Linked DNA regions of Mus musculus: region 2 is linked to region 1. A link is a contact called in public promoter capture Hi-C data. All regions are on one chromosome and are shown on one strand. The core of a region is the stretch at or near the end of the contact, and the rest is flanking DNA. Distances in the headings are between cores, read along the strand shown. Region 1 holds the start of Barx1 (BarH-like homeobox 1). Region 2 holds the start of Foxd1 (forkhead box D1).

Region 1 (6,416 bases), core at 3,578-6,077:
GAAATAATGGGGGAACTATGATTTAGCGATCCCGGGCGGGCGGGGGGGGGGGGGACGACAGAAAGGCGCAAGGGATCCTGTGCTAGAGTTGGGGAGATAAGAAGAGGGAGAAATGGGTGAATGGGAAATTGAAAAAAAAAAAAAACAAAAGGAAGAGAGTAAAAAGAGGGTCGTCTTCCATCCCGACATTTCTTACTATCTTCCAGCTGCCACCACTCTGGTGCCTCTTCTTTTCTGCAGCAAAAACTTTTCTGCAAGGCCAGTCTGCGGTTTTTAAATTTAACCAGGACTTTGGCAGAATCCCGGGTGCGAGCCAGGCGGCCAGAGCGGGTGGCGGGGCACCTGCCCACAAAGGGCTTGGAAGCGTTGCCTCAAGACTGTCAGTCACCACGACGGTCATCTCTTTACCCAAAGGGACAGGAATCTTGCAGTCCCCAGCCTGCACTCTGCGCGGAGTTCAGAATCTCTGTTGGCCCGGGCTCCCAGGTTCTGCATTCGCTGTCCAGTGGAGCCACATCACCACGCGAGCCACGGAGCCGGAGCCGCAGTCAGCGACCACTGTCTTGGGAGTGACCTGGTTCTCACCTCTAGTCTGGGGTCGCACCGGAAGCCGCTAAAGGCAGGGGTGGGTGTGAAACACCAGCGAAGAATCGCCAGGAACCTTGACCATCAACAACCGGTTCCTTGGAGAGCGCTATGGATATATCTTAACTCAAAATTCCAAAGGAAATCACACATTGTTAAACAACAACCCCCAAGGACACAAAGGAACCAATCTCAAAGATCGTATCTGCAAAGGCACTGTCACGCAAAATGCATTTCGACTTCCAAGCTCCGGGAAGAGTCAGGAAAGACTCAAAACGAAAGTCCACAAGGATATCGAACTACCCATAATGAAACAGTTACAGAGACCGGCTCTCCAACGAAAGGCAACTTAGATGTGATCTGTGAGTGTGGGGACCGCGTATTTTTATAATCTCGACGGTTTTGTGTATTGAAGCCAAACTGATGACCTCTTTCTAGCAAAGTGCAGGGCGCAGACGGCAGCCTGCCCAGATCACACGTTGCCCTCCAGGTCCAGGCGATGGTCATCTGAGTTGAAACGTATTCCGTGCTGAAGGCCACCCGCCAAGGCCACCACCGCAAACCTGCCTGGAGAGGCAGGCTTAAAACACCCTAGTTGGGGCTCTCCAGGGTGTTTGTTCCTGGAAAGAAGACCCAGAGCGCTGCTCTGGGGCGAACGAACTTAGTGGGGCTTAGAGCTTACTGTAAACTGGGGACGGTTTCCGGAAAGTTGTTTGGCCCACAGAAGTTTTAAGAAATCTTCCTTCCAGACACCCGGGGTCCCAAATTCAATTTGCTGAATGAGATACAGATCGGTTGCAAGTGGGAAAGTAGACAAAAAAGAAATCTTCAAGGTTTAGGGAGGCTTGGAGGGGAGCCCCACTTAGAAGCCCCCTGAGGCTGGTGGCTGAACTGGCTTTGGGTTGCTCCATCTGCTTAGTGGCATAAGGGACTACCACTTCCCGGTTAGATTGCCTGCAGAATTCCTTCCCTCTTGGAGGTGCTTTGGAAAGAAACTGCAGCTGGAAGCGGTGCGCGTTGAAACCTCACATCCCTGCTCTGGGGTTCAGCTGTGACCCATCCCTCCCTTCTAACCTGCCACAGCCAGCTGAAGCCCCGGGGTCTTCCGGGTTCGCAAGTGGGAAATGGGACGGGTTCCGCGTACAAGGGTCCCCTCTTGGCGGAAGAAACTGCGCCAAGGATCTCCTGCGGCCTGGAGTCCTTCGTTGCTGGGCCACCCGGGAGGGTGGCTGGCCTGGGACGCTGAGGTCACCTTTTCCACCGTGCCTGCCTCTCCCAGAGCGGCCAGTTTCCGGGATTTTAGTTTAGGCGACAGGCGGGAGGCCCTGGCGGGCTTTAGGCTTAGGACTCAGTGGCTGCGCCTCTAGTGGGGACTTCCCTTCGTCCTGTGCCGTCCAAGTGGAAGGGGGAACCCCTTTCCTTGTGAACTAACCCCTTTCCAGCCAGCCAATGCAGAATTCCTAAACAAAGGATCCCTGAAGCCATTTCTTCGCAATTTTTTTTTCGCCTAAAAGGGGTTTATTCGCAGGTTTGCTTTAGGGTCCCTCTGGACTTTGAGAAGAATGTAGTTTGAAAAGGATGCGTCAGGGGCTCGAGCTTAAAGAGGGCATGGGGCATCGGGGCATAGCCTGGCTCTGAGCCTTTGGTGCCAGGCTAAGCTTTTAGTCCTTGGGGCTTCATTCCCAGCAGGCAGGAATCACTGCAGGCATTCGGCCTGGGCGGCTTGAAACAGTCCTGGCCAGCGTCCAAGGAGCTGGAGGGTGTGTGTGGGAGGGGGAGAGGCGCACCTGTGGAATGGAGTGGGGGTGGGGTCTCTTTCTAGAATTAAGACCTTCATGCCAGAAAAAAATGAGCCTCCTCTGTTCAGCTTGACCTTAAACTCCTTCCTGGCAATAAAAACAGAGCTGTTGACTGGATATCGACAATAGGAATGAGTGGTCTTGGTAGCTCAGACCCATTTCCAGGATCAACCTTGCGTTTTGGGGAAACCTGGCTGAAATTGGAAGGAAGGCGCATAGTGTTCAAATACAGGGTGGCTTCTGTCGGGATCAAAATCAGAGAAGATAGGATGGGAGCTGGCTGGGACTCCTCCCCAGTAGAACCCATTCCAAGCTATACTCCTTCCGATGCCCAAGAGGAAGTGGAGGGGCCTGATGTTGAGCCCTCCAGGGATGGACAGAGTGGAAGCAGTATAGGCAGAAAGGCCTTTGTTCTGGTATAGGTATGGTACCTAGAAAGCCGCTTCTACTCACTGGAATGCCTGAACCAGTCCTTGGATTGAGTTGTATTGAGAAAGGAGGTTGTTGGCCAAGATTCCTATGTCCTGAGTAGACACCGACTTTCCTTTCTGTTCAGTGGGAAGATGCCCATTGCCACTCTGTCTCTGATATGTGTGCGGGTGGTCTTAGTGGGTCCTGTATCACCCTTCTAAAGAGTTATTTTGGTTACCTGATTATCCCCTTTCAGGAGTCTAAAGCAACGGGAAGCCACTAAAGACTGCTTCCCTTCAGTCCTGATGGTGGTCTCCTGACTCAGAAAGTCGCTGCACATTTGGCTGAGCTGTAGCAATGAGCTTTGGGGGGGGGGGGTCTGCATCTCAGCAGAACATTTGGAAAGATGCCCTTTGTCCCCTTCCCAGGCTCAATGGTCAAAGGCTATTGGTCATTTCTTAGTGTCCCGGATGCTACAGTCCAGTAGGCTTCTGAGCCCTCCACCCCAACCCCGTCAGCAGGCAGAAGAAATTATTTCAACTTGGAGAGTTGGGATATAGTGTGATGAACTCAGTTTCCCAGCAGTGAGGGCTTAGGCTCTGTGGAGAGCATTCGTGGGAAGTAGGAGTGGCTTAAAACATGGAGTCCAGTCTAGGAAGGCTGGACAGGGTGGAGACAGAACCCAAGACTCCTGAGAGAGGCAGATAGGAAATACAGCAAGTCCTCTCCTAGCCTCCTGAGGACACCCTACCCTTCTTGCTACCCCTGAACAGCTGGCATGGGTCACCCTGGGTATAGAAAAGTCTCACCTTCCATCCCCACAAACTCCCTGGAGCCAAGAGTCAAGTCTTCCAGACTTGAGACAGCTCAGAAACTGTCAGTGCCAAGACTCAAAGAGGCACACTCAACAGAGGTTAATTTGGGGAGAGAAAAAGAGAATGATCTAACAGCCCCATCTTTAGTCCTGTGAGAGACTGGAGGCTCAGAGATGGAGCTAGGTCCCCAGACTCTCAGAGTATTCCATGATCCCCTGCCTCAAAGTTCATCCAGTGACAGTCTTTCCCCTTTTTATTCATCTGCCCTTATTCTATCCCTTGCTCTAAGTAAACATAACTCAGCCCACTAAGTCTGGTGGTTGCCAGAGAAAATGTGTCCAGGTAAGCTTAAATTAGAAATTTAGGTAAATCCTAGTTGGAGAATCTTTTTTTTTTTCTCCCAGGGTAGCTTCAGAGATTTGAGATCAAAATGGTAAACTGAGGTTGGGGTGGACAGGGAAGGGGGGGAAGTGGTGCACAGGCATGGTCACCACCCTGCGAGTTACACCCCGGTGTATTGCACTGGATCCCTACAGCATCTCGCAGACCTGGGAAAGCTGTTTAAGGCTACCCCTTTCCCAGCTTGGCTTTTGCCCCTCCTCCTCACCACCACTCCAGCCCCTCCCCATCCCACCCAGTCCGCTGGCCTTGCTGCTGTGCCCTCCCCGTGCCCTCCTGCACCTCTGGGGCTCTCTCCTCTCTACGTCTCGGCGCACTCACGTCTAAGAGGCGTCTTGGACACCTTCACATCACTGCCTAGGATCCTGCGTGGTCCTTGCTGTCTGTCTTCAGACTTTTTCACGCCTCTCATTCAAGATCCTCGGTTTGCCCATCTCCGCAGTGTCCTATCCTCAGGGCTGTCCTCTTGGGCGAGCTCTCCTCTTTTTCCCTTGGTCCCGGCCTGCGAGCCCCTATCCCGGGCTCTTTCCCTCCTTCCCTCCTCTCAACCTCCTTTCCTCCCTCCTGGGTCCCTCCCTCCGGCTGGGCCTAGTGGGTGGGGGGCGGCAGCGCGGGGCGGGGCGGGGCAGGGCGGGCGGGGCAAGGCAGTGACGCGGGGCTGGCCAGGCTAGAGGCGCGGCGGCGCGGGGCGGGGACGCAGTCCCGGGTCCGACTGGCCGAGCCCCGCGCGCCCCGCCCGCGCCCTGCGCCTCCGCCCGGCCAGCCGGCGGGGGAGGGGGCATGAGCCGGCGCCCGCGCGCCGCCGCGAGCTGCGGGCCGGCCTAGAGCCCCGCGCGGGCCCCGCGCCGGAGCTTAGCCGCCGTCGCTTCCTAGCCGCGGGCGCATCCCCGGGAGCCGCGATGCAGCGGCCAGGGGAGCCGGGAGCCGCGCGCTTCGGTCCGCCCGAGGGCTGTGCGGATCACCGACCGCATCGCTACCGCAGCTTCATGATCGAAGAGATCCTCACTGAGCCTCCGGGGCCCAAGGGCGCAGCGCCCGCGGCCGCCGCTGCCGCCGCGGGCGAGCTGCTCAAGTTCGGCGTACAGGCGCTGCTGGCCGCCCGGCCCTTCCACAGCCACCTGGGTACGTGCAGCGGCCGCCGCGCAGAGGACTGGGCTTGGCGGGCGGGTGGGAGTCGGAGACCTGGGGTTGTCCGTAATTCATCCTCTTTCTCCCCTGTTTCTGGAGCGACCTGGGATGCAGCTCAGCGCAGGCCCGAGGCACCTACCTCTCTTCGCGCACTCCAACGGGAAAGTGGAGGGTGCGAGCAATGAGCTAGGCAGAAACCAGGCCTTGTGTCCTCGCGTCAGACCAGAAGAGAGTTTGTCTTCTGCTTCAGGGCGGCTTCGAGTTTTTTCGAATCGGGTGATAGGCGAGGCCAGGAGCCAGAGACCGCATCCCTATGGTTGCTACAAAATCAATCTACCGAGCACTCTGGATCAAAATGACTTCAAACCAGGGGAAGCCTGAGTTTCGCGGTAGGGTTGGCTGGGCATAACAGTAGCTGCCCAGACTGGGAAAGCTCTGGAGAAGAGGGTCGTGTCGCATAGTGTTGGATGCCCAAGCCATCCAGGAGCCTTTCAGAACCCCGTGCTTTCCAGTCAGCAACCGACCGAGGCCTGTGCTGCGGCCAGGGTCTCCGTAGGCCTTGTTTGAGGGAAAGAGGCCTGGTTGTGATCCGCTGCCCAGTTGGTCCTTCCATCCCGAGATCTGCTGGGCTTTCGTGCGTCTTGAAGCACTTGCTCAGATCTTTTCTGTCTCCGTCTTGTCTCTTGGGAGATTGTGAGGCAGTCTGCCCTGTACTGCATCTCGGCTTAGGGCTTAGTGACTCTCTTTGGTTGACCTCCTTCCTAGCCTTTTGGTAAAGTGGATCTGTCTCCCCTCTACCTCTCCCCCTCCGCAAGATTCTCTTCCCACTTCCTGCTATGTTTTCTATGCTCCCCTTACCCTGATGGTTCTCAGCCAGGCAGATCCATCCTTTCCAGTATCTCTTTTAGGAGAAGCCTACCAGGAAAGGAAGCGTCCAATATAGACTCCAGCTCAGCTAGCGGCCTCCGGAACCGGCCCCAGATTCTGTCCAGTCTTGGTAGCAGCCAGTCCAGTTTGCCTCTTTGATGTTCATCTGGTTCACAGCCTCTCTGCTGCCGTTCACTATAAAAGGACTCTGTTGTTGGCAATTCGTTTGAAGCGGGCAAACAGCCGATTTAGGGCTAAAGAACATGGAGAGGTCTTCATGCTTCTTGGGGGGAGGGGGTCTGAACAGAGGAAACAAGAAAGACAATTTTCAGGTTCAAAGGATGCTTTGGTGACCCTTTCCTCGCCAATGTCCAAGCCTCAGCCAGTGATGTAGGTACAGCGCCCAGAAAAA
Region 2 (5,879 bases), core at 1,775-4,274, about 50 Mb after region 1:
AATGAAGACATGTGTCATAGGCTGTGTCCACAGGCCAATCTGGTAGGGACAATTTCTCAACTGAGGTTCCCTCTTCCAAAATGTCTCTAGCTTACATCAAGTTGACATAAAATCAGCCAGCACATTTAGATTCTTGTCTTCTGAGTTTACATACCCAAGTTTCTCCTCAAAGGAATTTTCTGGGCCTGTGACAAAGATGAAGGGAGTTGAGGCAGAGCCTTCTTCCCAAAGCTGGTGCCAAATCCTGTGACTTCAGCTCTGGGGGGTTCAGGCCCCTGACCCAAACAGCCTGTGAGAATAAAACTGATTAACTCGAACCCCAAGGAGAAGAAGCCTGTTGTGCGGGCTCAGTCCCTGTCCCTCAGAGGAGACTACTAGATCTAGGGCCTTACCAGACACTTTCTGCTCTGGGGATTTTCTAGCCACCACGGTGGCACCGGTGGCACCGGGTGCCCAGGCCAACCCAAGGGACAGCAGGACTCCACACTACCACCAGGGGGCAGTTCTGCCGAGCTCCTACATTGCAAGGATAACCACCAGCTGCTTTCTTGGTGCGCGCTTTCAGGCCAAGGAGTGGGGGATGGGAGTGGGGATGGCTCTTGGTTCCAAATGGCTGTCCTGCCCACCTCTGGGAAAGATTTCTGGCCCCTGTACTAGCTTGAGGGGATGGGATGGGATGGGATGGGATGGGATGGGATGGGATGGGATGGGATGGGATGGGGGACTTTCCATCCTTGGAGAAAAGACAGGGAGTCAGGAGATTCTGAGAGCTAGGGACCAGGAAGGCAGAAAGAGGATGAGCAAGGCACGAATTCCCAGCAAGGTTTCCAGGCTGGGAAATTTCTGGACTGAACAGCTAAGGGGCTATAGGTACCTTAACTAAAGCAAACAAAACTGGTGGAGTGCCCAAAGATGGCTTTAGTGAAGCTCACTCAAATCTCTGGTTACCTGTTCTGTACCTTCATTGATCCCAGTGTGTTGAGGTGGTCTGTCAAATCCAGCAAATCCCCACATTCCTCGCCCCCCGCCAGTGACTTTAAGGTAATTTACCACGTTTCCCCAAACATTTCCAGGAAACAGCCCTTTAACCCTTTGGGGGCGATATTGCAAACGGAACATAAGCTCTCAACTCCCAGACCCTTCTAGGACAGACAAATTGCAAATCTTGAGCAGAGAGATTTTCCTCTAACGTTACTAATAACCTGCGAACAATTCTTCTTGTATTCCATCTTCAAATACGTTTGTACGCAGCAGCCCTCAGCACTGCGAAAACCATAGTGTTTATTTAGATATCGGGCAAGCACTAATAAAACTTAAACTTTTGATGTAAAAGTGGACTCCTTGGTTAGGACGCCTGTCTGCATCAACAAAGCATTCGCTGCCTGATTAATGTTGGCGCAGGTTAATCAGAGCCCATTACAATAATTAGATGGTCCAGTCATACATCAAATGAGAGGCAATGAAAATCAACGCGTTCAGATCGCAAGGCATTCTCATAGATCTTTTAAAGATCTCTAGTAGACTTTACAGACCATTTACAAGTGGAACTGGTGGTTACCCATTGGAGAAAACGAAATCTGATTTGAAAAGAAGTATTAGATGGGGCAACAGCTTATTTTTGTGATGAATACCAGTTAGAACAAGTCACTTCAGGAAGTAAGAAACACTTGGTTGATACAATGACACACAGAGCATTTGAGATTGTTCCTAGAGAAAGCCATTGAATTTTTATTCAGTTCTTGGCAAATGGCGATTTTAACCAGAAAGTTAAACTGGTAAGGCAAAGTTCCCTATTTGAAATCGAAACATCTCAGAAAAGGCAAACATCCAGAAAGCTAGGCTATCAAAATGAATTCGGATTACACAATTATTCGGATTTCCCGCCAGCCAGAACAAAACATTTAGCTGGTGGTAAACACAGGTGACCTTAAAACAGAATAATACTTTAATCATCCCTATTAGCTTGCCACTTGGAAGAAAAATGAATCGAGTGGAGTTGCATCCTGCATTTAAAATTTAAAAGTCGGGTTTTTTTTTAAAAAAAAGAGTATAAAAAGCATTTAATGTATTTTCCAAAATAAAAAATTGATCTCAAAGTTCATCTTTGCTACTGTCCTTTCTACTATCAATCCTTCCGGAACAACACTGTGTGTAAGTTATAATAATTCCAGTATTTAGAAAGTAGTGTGAAATGCTCCTTTAGAAATACCTTTTATTGAAAAGTATAGCGCTCTTTTTCCTAACATCTCAACAGTGTTTGAGTTGCTGCTATGTGTAATTTCTGTGTGTGTTTGGGTTTTCATTACAATTTTCTATTTCTTTTCCTCATTCAACCATTGCTTGCTCTATTCCCATGGAATTTGTGAGATGCTCTCATTAGAGTGGCTTAGTTTAGCTGTCAAGTCTCTAGGGCATTCAATTGCAGATAAATGACCAAAACGCCAGCCTAACCGCATTTTTATTAACAGATGGCGGAAAACAAACGTCTTTGGAGAAGAACCGAAGGGAAAGGGTTAAAGGGTCAATAAACAATTATTACCGTGCTCAAAATGGGGGATTTTTCATCAGATTCCACAGGCGGAGACTGGCCCAGTCCAGAGAGCTGGGACACCCTACCAGACTCCCTCGCTCAATATTCCAGTGAGCACCTCACACATAGAGCAGTTGTCCCCAGTGGGATGACTCCTACAGGCCACTGGGTTGTCCAATCGAAGCGTCCCCGGAGCGCTTGAGATTAGGGTTGAGGGCTAATCCGGGAGAATAAGGCTGGGGGTTTGAACTCCTGTAGCTCTCGGGTCGGCTCGCGGCTGGCTAGGGTGGGATTCAGGATAGCCAATATCTTGGCAAGAAATAGTGGGCTTCAGTCTCCAACTCTTGCTGCTGCCCCTCCTGCGGGTGAACTTTCTCTTCCTACACGCCGATTCCCTCGCCTTTCTTTTCCTTCCCTGGGCCGCGCTCTGACGTGCACACCATGTGACAGGCCCCCTTCTGCTATAAGCACAGACAAGGTCCGCCCTCTTCTGGACTCAGCCCTGGCCTTGCCGAGCTCCGTTTCTAGATTCTCACTCCTCCCGCGCCCTTCTGGGCGCCCGACACCGACTGGCCCGCCAGGGTCCAGCCACCCCCTCCTGGACTAACCGGGCTAAAGGGACCACAGTGGAAAAGGTCAAGTCTAGAGCGCCCGCCACCCGGTGCCCGCCGAGCCGGGGAGCGCAAACACCTCGCACAGCCCTGCTCGCCAAGTAGCGGAGCGGAGCGGCCCCAGCCACCTCCTGCAGCCGCGCGTCGCAGAGTGGCGTCCTCGCTCCGGGTCCGCCGCTCCGGGATCGGCCTGGGGAGGCCAGGGAGCCGGGAGCCCGGTGCCCCTATGTGCCGCCGCGCCACCGCGCCGCCCCAGCTATGACCCTGAGCACGGAGATGTCCGATGCCTCCGGCCTCGCGGAGGAGACAGACATCGACGTGGTGGGGGAGGGCGAGGACGACGAGGAGGAGGAGGACGATGACGACGAGGGCGGCGGCGGCCGCGGCGGCGGCGGGTCCCGGTTGCCGAGCTCGGCCCAGCGGCGGAGGCGCTCTTACGCCGGGGAGGACGATCTCGAGGACCTGGAGGAGGAGGACGACGATGACCTGCTGCTGGCCTCCCGGCCCGCCGCGTCCCCCGCGCCTCCGGGTCCTGCGCCCGCCCCGGGGACCGGGTCGGGCGGCTGCAGCGGCGCCGGAGCGGGAGGCGGCGCGGGAGGTGGTACGGGCGCGGGCACGGGCGGGGGCGCTAAGAATCCGCTGGTGAAGCCGCCCTACTCGTACATCGCGCTCATCACCATGGCCATCCTGCAGAGCCCCAAGAAGCGCCTGACGCTCAGCGAGATCTGCGAGTTCATCAGCAGCCGCTTCCCTTACTACCGGGAGAAGTTCCCCGCTTGGCAGAACAGCATCCGTCACAACCTGTCGCTCAACGACTGCTTCGTCAAGATCCCGCGCGAACCGGGCAACCCGGGCAAGGGCAACTACTGGACGCTCGACCCGGAGTCCGCAGATATGTTCGACAACGGCAGCTTCCTGCGGCGCCGCAAGCGCTTCAAGCGCCAGCCGCTACTCGCTCCCCACGCGGCGGCCGAGGCGCTGCTGCTGCGCGGTGCGGGGCCGGCGGCGGGCGCAGGGGACCCGGGCGCCGCGCTTTTCCCGCCGCCGCCGCCACCGCCCGCCTGCGGCTACGGAGCCTACGGCTGCGCCTACGGCCTGCAGCTGCCACCCTGCGCGCCGCCCTCCGCGCTCTTCGCTGCCGCCGCCGCGGCAGCCGCCGCCGCCTTCCATCCGCACTCGCCCCCGCCGCCTCCTCCTCCTCCGCCGCCGCCTCCCGGTGCGGCCGCCGAGCTGGCGCGGACCGCCTTCGGCTACCGGTCACACGCGCTGGCTGCCGCCCTGCCCGGCCCTTTGCAGGCGGCCGCAGTCAAGGCGGGAGGCCCGGGCGCCGCAGCGCTCGCACGCTCGCCCTTCTCCATCGAGAGCCTCATCGGGCGCACTCGGGGTCCCGCGGCCGCCGGGGCGCACGTCTCGTCCGGGGCCGCCAGCGGGACCGCCCCGGGACCCGGGGGCGGGGGTTGCGCAGTACAGGCGGCTGCTGGTCCCGCCGTCGCGCTCACCCGCTCGCTCGTGGTCGCCGCCGCGGCCGCCGCCTCCTCCGTGTCCTCGTCCGCCGCGCTGGGGACTCTGCACCAAGGGACAGCGCTGTCCAGTGTGGAGAACTTTACTGCTAGGATTTCCAATTGTTAGGAACGTCGTTAGCGCGCGGGAGAGCGAAGGTAGGACTCCCGGCTTCTTTCTCCGGATGGGGGGGTTGGTTTCGTTCGCCCCTCCCGGTCCTCGGAGACCCCGCGCCCCCCATTTTCGCCGCTTCGGATTCTTGGACCAGACTGTGTTGGGCGACAGCTGGGGCGCCGCGCAGTTTAGCTCAGAGGGTCCATCTATTTATGCAAAATCGCCCTATGCTGCAACCCTGACTTGGGGTGGGAAGGAGGGGAGTCGCTCTGTCTTGGCACTAGGAATTTCCTTGACTTTTGACAAATTGAGAAAAAACAAAACAAAACAAGCAAAATCATCAAAACTAAGCCCTTTTTGAGGTGTAGAGATTCTCAGGTCCAGGCGTTTTAAAAAATCAGTAATGTTTAAATGCAGCTTATAGAAAACCAGTAAAAGTCTCCAAGAAATGCCTCTACTTGTTCACACTTGTTTGGTAGACTTTTTTCATGGAAAGAAAAAAAATTAACATGTTTACACAAGAAATAAGTCGAAATTTACCATTTCCTATTTTTAACCTGTGTTTTGTATCATAATGGACATGCGGAATTTTTATTTTGTACTTACTACGTATTCTTTGCAAGGAGTATTGTAAATTTTACTGGCAATTATTATTGTACTATTCTAATGTAAGATTTTTACACTTTTTTTCAGAAATAAAATGCTTAATTTTCAAAGAAAAGCCACCTAAGTAATTGGCTGAATTGTCCCTTTCTTAGTTTCTTTTCTGTTAAGAAGAAAAAGGTGGAATAGATGAGTCTGAACTCAGTCCAGGATCTACTTAAATAGTACTTTCAAAGAAAGACTAACAAAACCGGGATACCATGCTGCCACAGTTCTTCTTCATTTAAACTTTCCAAGTCAAAGCCATCCGCTGCACAGAACTTGTTTTTAGTGACAGCAAATGAAAGCCGTTACTTTGCTAGATAATTCCAAGTCCAAGCTTTGTCCATCTTTGAGATCAGGGAGATGGTTTAGTCATTCTAAGGTAATTTAACAGGAGTATTCGATTTTATTTTCAAAATTCTCGAGTTAATTTCTGCTCACTTATCAGCAAGATGTTGTAAAAAAAAAAAATGCTCAAA

What was found. Promoter capture Hi-C pulls out the DNA fragments that hold promoters and counts their contacts.
Region 2: a contact with region 1 is called in a promoter capture Hi-C map of embryonic stem cells. The contact joins the promoter of Foxd1 here to the promoter of Barx1 in region 1. A contact is called at or near these places in 3 of 39 promoter capture datasets (cranial neural crest, embryonic stem cells and frontonasal cranial neural crest).

The regions. Positions count from the first base shown.
Region 1 is chr13:48,658,209-48,664,624 of GRCm38.p6, forward strand. It overlaps Barx1 (BarH-like homeobox 1), which reads left to right and starts at 4,828. Exons shown (of 4, transcript NM_007526.4): 1 at 4,828-5,131. The coding sequence starts at 4,909. It overlaps Gm36606 (a long non-coding RNA gene), which reads right to left and starts at 4,584. Exons shown (of 4, transcript XR_382336.3): 1 at 4,331-4,584.
Region 2 is chr13:98,351,221-98,357,099 of GRCm38.p6, forward strand. Foxd1 (forkhead box D1) reads left to right here and starts at 3,025. Exons shown (of 1, transcript NM_008242.2): 1 at 3,025-5,485. The coding sequence starts at 3,400. The coding sequence ends at 4,770.